Linked DNA regions of Mus musculus: all the other regions are linked to region 3. Evidence: chromatin contacts called from public HiChIP or PLAC-seq data. All regions are on one chromosome and are shown on one strand. Each heading gives the region's core, a stretch centred on a gene start, on an enhancer-like site or on the middle of the called end of the contact. The rest is flanking DNA. Distances are from core to core; before and after follow the strand shown.

What was found. HiChIP or PLAC-seq counts read pairs in DNA pulled down with a chosen protein or histone mark.
Region 1: an H3K4me3 HiChIP or PLAC-seq map of embryonic stem cells shows a contact between it and region 3, with 20 read pairs. The contact joins the promoter of Tepp here to the promoter of Adgrg1 in region 3. A contact is called at or near these places in 8 of 39 promoter capture datasets (the 3T3-L1 cell line, the C10 cell line, embryonic stem cells and 2 more), 4 of 115 datasets of contacts at active chromatin or transcription factors (bone marrow-derived macrophages and embryonic stem cells) and 1 of 9 other capture datasets (embryonic stem cells).
Region 2: a contact with region 3 is called in an H3K27ac HiChIP or PLAC-seq map of T-cell acute lymphoblastic leukemia, with 2.9 times the contacts expected there. The contact joins the enhancer-like site here to the promoter of Adgrg1 in region 3. A contact is called at or near these places in 9 of 115 datasets of contacts at active chromatin or transcription factors (T-cell acute lymphoblastic leukemia, acute myeloid leukemia, embryonic stem cells and 4 more) and 4 of 9 other capture datasets (adipose tissue, embryonic stem cells, liver and 1 more).

The regions. Positions count from the first base shown.
Region 1 is chr8:95,310,192-95,313,310 of GRCm38.p6, forward strand. Tepp (testis, prostate and placenta expressed) reads left to right here and starts at 1,407. Exons shown (of 8, transcript NM_199455.2): 1 at 1,407-1,499; 2 at 2,764-2,988. The coding sequence starts at 2,766.
Region 2 is chr8:95,244,046-95,247,190 of GRCm38.p6, forward strand. The region is part of intron 31 of Cngb1 (cyclic nucleotide gated channel beta 1); the gene reads right to left. Among named protein-coding and RNA genes, the nearest start is that of Gm31277, 44 kb to the left of the region's middle. Within about 2 kb of position 1,321, at least 67 of the 459 cell types and tissues checked have an H3K27ac peak or open chromatin away from gene starts, as enhancers often do. A contact at or near this core is called in T-cell acute lymphoblastic leukemia, memory CD8 T cells and pro-B cells, where this site is marked.
Region 3 is chr8:94,975,437-94,978,952 of GRCm38.p6, forward strand. It overlaps Adgrg1 (adhesion G protein-coupled receptor G1), which reads left to right and starts at 1,673. Exons shown (of 14, transcript NM_001198894.1): 1 at 1,673-1,981. It overlaps Gm30968 (a long non-coding RNA gene), which reads right to left and starts at 1,292. Exons shown (of 4, transcript XR_879113.3): 1 at 1,137-1,292.

The DNA.
Region 1 (3,119 bases), core at 157-2,656, 330 kb after region 3:
ACAGGCCTTTAAATCAACACACAGGAGGCAGAGGCGGACAGACCTCTGAGTTCAAGGCCAGCCTGGTCTACAAAGTGAGTTCCAGGACAGTCAGGGCTACACAGAGAAACCCTGTCTTGAAAAACAAACAAAACAAAACAAAACAACAAAACAAAACAAAAGAGGTGGACCTTCGTTTAGGGGTAGGCTCAGCACCGGGCAAGTTTCTTTAAGAGAAGAACTTGGAGTGTTTTCTTAAGTTCCTTGGTCCCTAATCAAGGAGCAGCAAATCTTACAGGACTCCAATAGGACATTCTGAATGACAGGTTTAGCATTTATGCAAATTTATGCAAATCATATGTCAATATATGCAAAAGAATAGACAGCCCCAGGATTCCAAAGCTTGGGATGTCTCACTCAATTTCTGGGGGCTTTGGGATTCTGAGCGAAGCTTCCTGACAGGGAGGGAGGCTGCGGTTCCGCCAGGTAGTAAGGTAGGGCAGAATGGGGGAGGGGTGGAGTATCACTTGCTAATCCCTAGCCTGCTGAGGCCACCACTCTGCCTGATCCCTGCCCTGACCCCAGAGCCTGGCTAATCTCCACCCCTAAAGACCAAAGACAGCGTGGTATCATCTTCCCTGAGACTCATGGGGACAAGGTCCCCTCCAGGCTCCCAGGCAGCCCTGCTGCAGAGCCTGGGGTCTTTGCCTAACACAAACAGTCCTCTTAGGTCCAGAGAGAGGCAGCAGTAGCTAGTACAGGGTCACTGTTCTGGTTCTGGTTTAGGGTCTCTATTGCTATGATGAAACATCATGACCAAAGTAAGTTGGGAAGGGAAGGGTTTATTTGGCTTACACTTCCGTATCACTGAAGGAAGCCAGGACAGGAACTCAAGCAGGGCAGGATCCTGGAGGCAGGGTGCAGAGGCCATGGAGAAGAACTGCTTACTGGCTTGCTTCCTGTGGCTTGCTCCAGCCTGTTTTCTTATAGAACCCAGGACCACCAGCTCAGGGATGGTATCGTCCACAATGGGCTGGGCCCTCCCCATCAATCACTAATTAAGAAAGCCCCCTGCAGGCTTGCCTATGACTAATTTTATGGAGGCATTTCTCTGGTGGGGTTCCCTCCTCTAAGATAGCTATAACTTGTGTCACGTTGATCTAGCCAACACAGTGAAACAGGCTGGGGTGAACCCAGCAGTTATCCCTACCCTAATGTGGCCGGGTCACCTCTATAGAGCCCCAGTTCTGACATTTTCCAAGATGCTTGTCTTATGTGGCTGCCATAGAGACCCAGGGAATAGATGTCCAGTGCCTAGGGATCCTGGCAGCCTGTGTTGCCCAGGGTTACCAGGAGCTTCGTCCTCACAATCAGGTTGCACTGGGCATTGTCTCTGTGATGCTCCTTAGCCTGCAGTTGCCTGGAAGGCACGCCCACATCCTTTCTTTTGCCCACTGAGCAGCAGGAGGATAGACGGTTCTTACCTGCCTGTGCACTTGGGCCTGTGCCCTGCAGATGAGGTAGTGGCTATGGGTAAATGGTAGCAGGGTGTTCTCTCTTCCTTTTTCTCTGTGTTCTACCACTCCATCCTTCCTCATGGAGGGTCAACTCTGAGACAGCTTTTCCACTTTTTCTATCATGCCCCGTCCTGATCCTTCATTATAGTGAGAATTTTGGAATCGTGGTTTCTTTTTTTTTTTAATGCAGAAATATTTTAAGAATGTGCTTTTAATACCCAGGTGTAGGAATATGGGGCTGCCTTGGACTGTCTGAAGCAGCTGACTCTGATTTGCCTCGTGCTCTAGCAGGGGCATAGTTTTGCCAGCTGCAGATAGTTTCTGTGACTTTTGGAATTCTGAAAACTTTTCAGAGGGTCTATAAACTAGGGACCCAGGAGGATTATGGGTTGTTGTTGGTTGTTCAGGGGGGTTGGTTGTAGCTTGATAGTAGTCATGCTCAGAGAACAAACAAGAAGAAACAGAAATTAGATTCGGGGATTTCTTTCCCTTCCTCTCTCCCCTCTATACTTTTTCTCTCATATCTAGTGTTAGTGGGTTGAAAGGGTGGGGGAAAGGTGGAAAAGACTGGAAGAAAGAAGACCCCACAAAGTAGCAAACATTTCATGGTCAAGTTCCTCTCTCCTCCTGCCACCCCATGTCCATTTCTTATCTCTGTAACTTGGAGGGTCAGGAAGTAGAGTCAACAAATTCTAAGATGTAAATGAGTAAAAGGGGCTCCAGGGAATATCTGCTTTTTAGAACAGAGACACTAGGTAACCAACCATCCATCTTTTTCTAATTCAGATCTGTCACATTTCTCTCCTTTAAGAGTCTCATCTATCTATAGCATTTGGGGCAAATGCTAAATATGGCCTAGGCAAATCCAGAGTTGGCTATCTAGCATCATAAGCCACACGGCATTCCAGGCTACATTCTAAATAGCTTTACTATGGCTTTTTCCTGTTCAATATTTAAGTTTCACTTCATCTAGACAGTTCCTAGAGTGTCCTAGCTCCAGCCCTCTCAGATACACGTACACTCTGTGCTGACCTCCCTCAGAGCACTGGGAGCTGTGTGTGTGTCTGTGTGTGTGTGCGTGTGTCTGTGTGTGTGTGTACACACATACACAGAACACATAAATCTGTTGTTTGGATGTGGAGCTTCGGAAAAATCACGGGGCGCACAGAAGATACTCAGTAAATGTTTGATAAATCGTTAAATCAGCATAGGCCAAGAACATGTGCCTATACGGAAGGGCATCTGACTCCGCCCCTCTCTTCCCCAGCGATGGCCCAAATCATAGACCTGGTGCCCTGGGACGAATGCTCCGCCCACTTGTATGCTTCCCCAGCGGTCCTCCTCCCCCTGGAGCGAGTGCGCCACCCACTGGCCGGTGTGAAGCACCAGCTCTACCACCCGGCCTTGCCTTCCCTTCGGCGCATGGATATGGACACTGTCAAGGGTTGCCTCTCCGATGAACACTGCCAGTCTTCCACCTACTTCTCCAAAGGTCAGGCCCTGTCGCCGCCAGCAGCTAAGGGTGTGCTCTTGGCCTTGGGAGCAAGGGTGGCTGGCAAAATGGAGGTCATGGTCGAAAAGGCAGGAACAAGCGGCGGGTGAAAGCATGAGAAAGACCAGTCC
Region 2 (3,145 bases), core at 71-2,570, 270 kb after region 3:
TGATCACAAGGGTCTGCTATTAGAATCTGAGCCAGACTGCTGCTCAGACCACGCCCACCTGCAGCGGCCTCCTTTCTTTTGGAAAGGAAACAGCAAACCCTTTACCCAGGGCCTGCTTGTGAATCTTTAGGCTCCTAACTGACTCCCCGATGCCTGGATTCCAGGAGAATCCTCATGTCCCTCCTCATTTCCCCAAAAGGCTCAGGTAAAGAGCTCCTGCCATGCTGCTGTCTGTCTGTCCATCCATAGTATTAATAATTCTCCTAATAAATCTTTCTTAAAAGGATCATCAGCCTCCGTGACCCCAGGCTGGAACCCGTCTACCAGTGAGCACCGATCTCCAAGTGTTAGCAAGAGGAAATCTGCAAACACAGGCCTGGGCTGGATGAGGAGGGAGGGTGTCTCTGTGCTCAGGAGAAAGACATAGGACACACAGGTCTTCAAGGCGGGTCTCTGCTATATAGGGAGTAAATTACAAGATAGCCTGAGGCTATGAGATCACACACACACACACACACACACACACACACACACACACACACACAGAGGCACACACACGGACTATTACATTTTTCTTTCTTTCTTTCTTTTTTTTTCCCCCTTTTTTTCGAGACAGGGTTTCTCTGTGTAGCTCTGGCTGTCCTAGAACTCACTCTGTAGACCAGGCTGGCCTCGAACTCAGAAATCCACCTGCCTCTGTCTCCCGAGTGCTGGGATTAAAGGCGGCTGGACTATTACATTTTTAACATGGATGGTGTTGTCTTACTGTGTTTTGTCTTGTTTTGTTTTGAGACTGGGTTTTACTAGGTTATTCTGGCTGTCCTGAACCTCAATAAATAGACCTGGGTAGTCTTGAACTCATAGAGATACACCTCTACCTTACCCAGTGCTGGGTGTGCCACCATGCCTGGCTTGGACTAGCTTACTTAATCTTCACAACAGACAAAGTAGGAGATGGTTACTTCTATTTTATAGATGCAGAAACTAACCCTAGAAAAGTCAAGTAAATTTTGCAAATTCACCCAGCCAGTATATCACAAAGAAGGGATTTGGGTGTCACCAGCCACCCCACACCTCCCGAGCCTCTCAATACCATAGCATGCTGCTCTGTTTGAAATCTCATCTGAAGGACTAGAAAGCAGAAATCTGCTCTTCTAAAAACAAAATAACTTACTGCTCAATACAAAATCCAAACACACATGCACGCGCGCACACACACACACACACACACACACACACACACACACACACCTGCATTGCTATTCATAGTTGTAAAGCATTGGCACTATGCCAAGTGCTCACTGTGGGGGAAGGAAGGGGAGGAGAGGGGAGGGAAGGCTGTCTGTGACTGCAGCTGACAATAAGCTATCATCCACAAAACCGGAAGTAAGAACACAGCCAAGGGCCTGCCTGTTTTTGAAAAGAGGAAAACACAAGATGGAAAACATGGGAGTCAAGGAGCCTAGGCAGACCAGGTGGCACAGGCCTGTGAGCCCTGCTCCTTAGGAGGCTGAGGCAGATGGAGACGGAGATGGTGGTGCTCACCTGGACTACAACAGGAATGGCAGCCTGGCCAATGGAGCAGGATCCTGCCCCAAATACAAATCAAATATGACAAACTTAAAAGCTTGAGGCTAGGCTCCGTGATAGAGCATCCACCTAGTGTGTGCAAGACGCTGGGTACTAAAGAAAGAAAACAAAAATATCCCCAAACCTAATGTATTTAGCTCCTTATAGGGGCAGATGACAGGCGAAGGAGGACTTGTGACACTTTCCTGAGCATACAGTTTTGTGCTTCAGGAGTACTGTTAACATTTTATATTCTCAAAAATTAAAACAAATCAACAACAACAAAAACAGCAACAACAAAAACCCAATCTTGCTAGCCGTGGCAGAACACACCTGAGATTGCCCTCAAGAAGCTGAGACCGGAAGTTCACTAAGCTAAGCATAGTGGCGCATGCCTCTAATTCCAGCCCTGGAGAGGCAAGTAACTCTGAATTCCAGACCAGGTAGGGCTACACAGTGAGACTCTGTCACAAAAACATCAACATCAACTATAGTCAGATGGGTAGAGCCTTAAACAGAAGGCAAGCCCAGCAAATAAACCTAGCATATTACATGAGAGCTAGTCAAATGTTTCTGTTTTCTTATGCTGTCTCCTGGACCCTCTTCTCCTGTTTGAATTCCCAATTATTCCCTGACTGGTCAATATAGAACTGATCAGCCAATGATTGAATGGGGGAGAGAATAAGCCAGGGGAGGGGGAGGGAGAGAGAGGACACAGGGCACAATAACATTGTGCCTACATCCCTATCCGGTCCCATGCTGGAGTTCCAGTCCAGAGTCCCAGGCCCAAGAGGCAAGTCTTTGTTGCTGAGCCACACTCCAGCCCTCAACTCACATAACTTCAATATTTTACCATAGATATTTACCATAGATATTCGAGCCAAAGGCAAAAGTAACTTTTATCTACTCTGCTTGAAAGTCTTGCCTTCTCACAGTGGATGGGTTAAAAATTCTGAAACATTGTATCATTGGACAAATGAATAAATAACTCAGAAGACAGCCAAGTGCCTTTGGTGTCAGGAAAGGGGTTTAGAAGTGTAGAAAGAGGGCTGGAGAGATGGCTCAGCGGTTAAGAGCACTGACTGCTCTTCCAGAGGTCCTGAGTTCAATTCCCAGTCAACCACATGGTGGTTCACAACCATCTGTAATGGGATCTGATGACATCTTCTGGTGTGTCTGAAGACAGCTACAGTGTACTCAAATATATATATGTATATAATTTATATAAGAATTAAATAAAAAAAATAAAGAAATGAGAGTCACTCCCAGGAGCCCATTATATAAAAAAAAAAAAGTGTAGAAAGACAGATGATTAGAACCAACTCTAGAGTTGCTCTGAAATTGTCTTGTCGATCTACCAATTCATCACTATCTACGGAAAAATCAATATTGACATGTGTGTGCTTATAAATCTGAAATATTCACATGTATATATTGATATACACTTAACCGGATTCACGAGGAAACCTGGTAGCAATAAGTACTCCTTAGGTTCAGATCTTGTTTCCATTTTATTTTTACCTCATTATTTTAAGAAATATAGCCCTGGCTGGCATGGAACTTGCACCACAGACAT
Region 3 (3,516 bases), core at 423-2,922:
TGGGATTCTAGCACCAGTCCTTGCTATTAGGTGACAGAATGGTAGCTATATCACATGACGAGGCCCCTGAGGACATAGAAGAGGATGTGAAGTGTGGGTGTCACAAGTTAGGGATACAAGAAATCACTGGCACTCCCCTGTGTCCTTATCAGGGCAGACAGTGCCTCTGGGGCCATGGGGATCTGTAGTCAAGCTTTTTCTCTGGGTCCTTTTTTTGACATTCATCTTCCTTGGCTCCTCCCCACCCCCATCTGCTCAGTTCTAGAGATCCAGTTTGTGCTGGGCAGAGCAAGTTTGCATGCCCACCCTGTAGCCAGAAGTTCCCACGTGGAAGGGGTTATGGCGGGATTGAGAGTCCCAGTGGGGCCTATGCAGACAGGTGCTTATGTCATCTCAGGGGACTGGTGCTCCCTTTTGATATCCTTCTCAACTCTGTGGCCTCGTCTCTGTCTTTGGTTCCTTCATTCAGTTGCACAGCAGTGAGCACCCTCCTCCTCCTCATCCCTAAAGTCAGGATCACCGACCCCAGGGCCTTTGCACAGACTCTTCCATCCACTAGAATGCTCTGCTCTTGGTACCCCGTAGGCTGCCTCCTTGGATGCTGTCTACACTCAAGCATCATTTCTCACCGTGAATCCAGCCCTGCTCCTTTATCAACTCCCCTCACCATATTTTCTCCCCATTATTCTTACTATAGCTCTGGATAGATTTCATATTTATTGCTCATTAAATTTATGATCTGTATCCCTGCAGCTTTGAGCGGGCAGGGATTTTAGTATATGGCTTGTAGCTGTCGCTCCTATGCCCTGCACAGTGCCTGGATCACAGCAGGCTTTCCACAAACATGTGACGGAATCCATCCGCTGGTCCATCTGTCCATCCACCTATCTATCTATCCATCCATCTTTTCTTATCCACTCACTAGCCATACATCTTCCCTCTAGACCAGACCCTATTCTGGCCCTGCTCTGGTAACTGCTGGGGAAAAGCAGACAAGACAAGCATGGGGATTGACCTGAGGGGCAAGAAACACAGTGGCGGAAAAACATGGCGGGAGGGCCCGGTGGGGAGGGAAGCGAGGTAGATCCTAGGGGACTGACAACCCCATGGGCCTGGCCCACAACAGTGTTTCATACCCCTTGCTCAGAGGATCAGCTTCTGCTTGGATTGGCGTCCTCAGGGAAGTATGGCTCAGCCAGCAGGTCTCTATGTTGGGAGCTAGGTGTGTGCATCAGGACTCACACACATACCCCGCCCCCATACTAGTGCCTGATTGCAAGAGCATTGAAAGAGAGGTGGGTGGCAGGGTCTGAAGGAAGTGCCTGCACGAGGCCTCTCTCCATTGGTGGAGCTCGCCTGGACTTCTCCCCTTGGCCCCCTTCCAAGATACCTGGGGCAGCTGCCACCTCCCATCCCTAGCAAAAAGCTCCAGTTCCTGCCCCCTCACCTTCTGCCTGCTCTGATCCCACCTGAGTCCAGCAGGACATATTGTGAGAGCCCCACCCACAGCCCCGGAGCCCTCCTGTATCCAGCCTGTGGCTGGTGTGAATGGCGCTGCAGACAGGATATGGTCTGAAGAGGCTGGAGAAGCCACAAAGGGCTGGCAGTTTGCAGGTGTGTGTGGGCGTGGCGGCCTGCCTCCCACAGCCTGAAAAGGGTCTCTGAAGCCCAGAGACAGCGTGATCCCGGCCTCCCACGGGGCAGCTTTTACTGTCTAGGGAAGAAATCCCCAAAGTCCATGGAGTCTGAAGACTCTGTCAAGCCTCGCTAGGAAACCTAGGAGTTTTAGAGGGCACTTGGCACCGGAAGCTAGCCGGGTAGGCGGAGCCTCACCTGGATTGAGTTCACAGCTGCCTAGACAGGCTCAGACTAGGTGCTGGGCACCTGGGAGGAGGAGGAGACATTAGCAGCAAAGGCTGTTAACAGAAGTGCCTGCCTAGGCTTGGAGGCAAGACGCTGCTGTTCACAGTGCGAGACGGAGGTAAGAGAGGGCAGCGGGTACGGCATGCACTTCGCCTGGCCTGGCCCGCTTGACCTTAGTCTAAGGTTTAGCGCAGTGCTTGGGAGTTCTCGAGTGTGTGCTGGATCGTATCTCCCAGGGAACGACTGAGTTTGAGGTTCTAGCTGGTCCTAGGATACTCCTTGCCGCTCAGAGTGTGGGGCTGGGCGTGCTCACGAGGGGGCACTGGAACACGTTGGCCAGCTGTGTCCCTCTTTGCTCAGAAGGGCACCACTGCCACGAGGGCCAGAGTGAAGCTTGGACCCTGGCGTGTGGTTGAGGACTGGCGGCATGAACCCCATTTTTCCCTTTGTCCCTAGTGCTTCCCAAGCAGTTTCCTCCTGAGATCCACGGGGGCGGGGAGGGCGGGGGGTGGGGGGACCGGTTTAGCAGCAGCTCACTTTGGTTGTTTGACTTTTGAGGAGGAAGAGGCAGGCAGCCTTTCCTGGTAAGCCAGCAAAAGGGTAGATAGAGCTCATGTATATGTCTCTCTGTTGCTGCCAGCCACAGGTCCCCATGCCTGTCAGCCCAGGTCTGTCACCCCGTCTGCAAGAGTCACTAGAGGGGGTCCCAAGAGTGCACACCTCCTACCAGTTGCTTCCCCCACATGGTAACCCCAAAGATGCACCCAGATAGGTAAAAGTTCAGGCTTGCCATGGCCTCTGGTGGGACCCTGGCATTCCTTCCAGCTGGACCCATGTCCCTAGCTGTACCATGATGGAGATAGACGGGCCCCCAGATGTCAAATCATATATGGCTTCTAAAGCCCCAGTGCCCAGCCCCCAGCCCTAGCTCACAGCCCCCACTCAACCAGACAAAGGTGGGCGGCTGGCGCCGCTGTTTGCCTCTGCCAGTCTGACTCCCTGAGGCGTGTGGGCTGCATGGTGGGCCCCTGCTAATGAGCATCTGTTATCACTCCATTATGCCGCCTGCGCCACCTGCACCCCAGCACTTAGTGGGAGACCCCGGGGGGTTCCCTGGCAGCTGGGCAGAGGGGCATGCAGAAGGCAGGAGGTGTTGGGGGGGGGCAAGGTCTTCCGGGGCTAGGGGGCCCCATGCTCTGTGGGATTTCTACAAAGTACTTAGGATTCCAGCTCTTTATTGTATCAAAAGAGAAGTGCTGGGGATGGGCGGGGTGTAATCGCCACACTAGGATGGATGAGGCAGATCGGTTTTGAGTTCCAGGCCAGCCTGGGCTACGTGGAGAGATGCTGTATTGAAAGAAAAAGGGGGAGGGAAAAAGGGGAGGAGGTGGTGGCAGTCTAGGGGGATTTTGGGTGAGGAAACGAGTGTCTGTGAATTCCCAAGTGAGTCTCCCCAGCCAACATCTCACAAACGCATCTGTGCTGTGTATGTATTGAGAAGGGGATGTGGTTGCACATGAGGGCACAACCAAGATTCCGGTCCTGGAGACTGGCAGTGAGTGACCTGGCATAGTGTTCTTCGTAAGATGGAATGACCTACCCATTCTTCGTACGGGGCTGTACTGTCTTGTGGGGTAGTCCCTAAACCTCTCT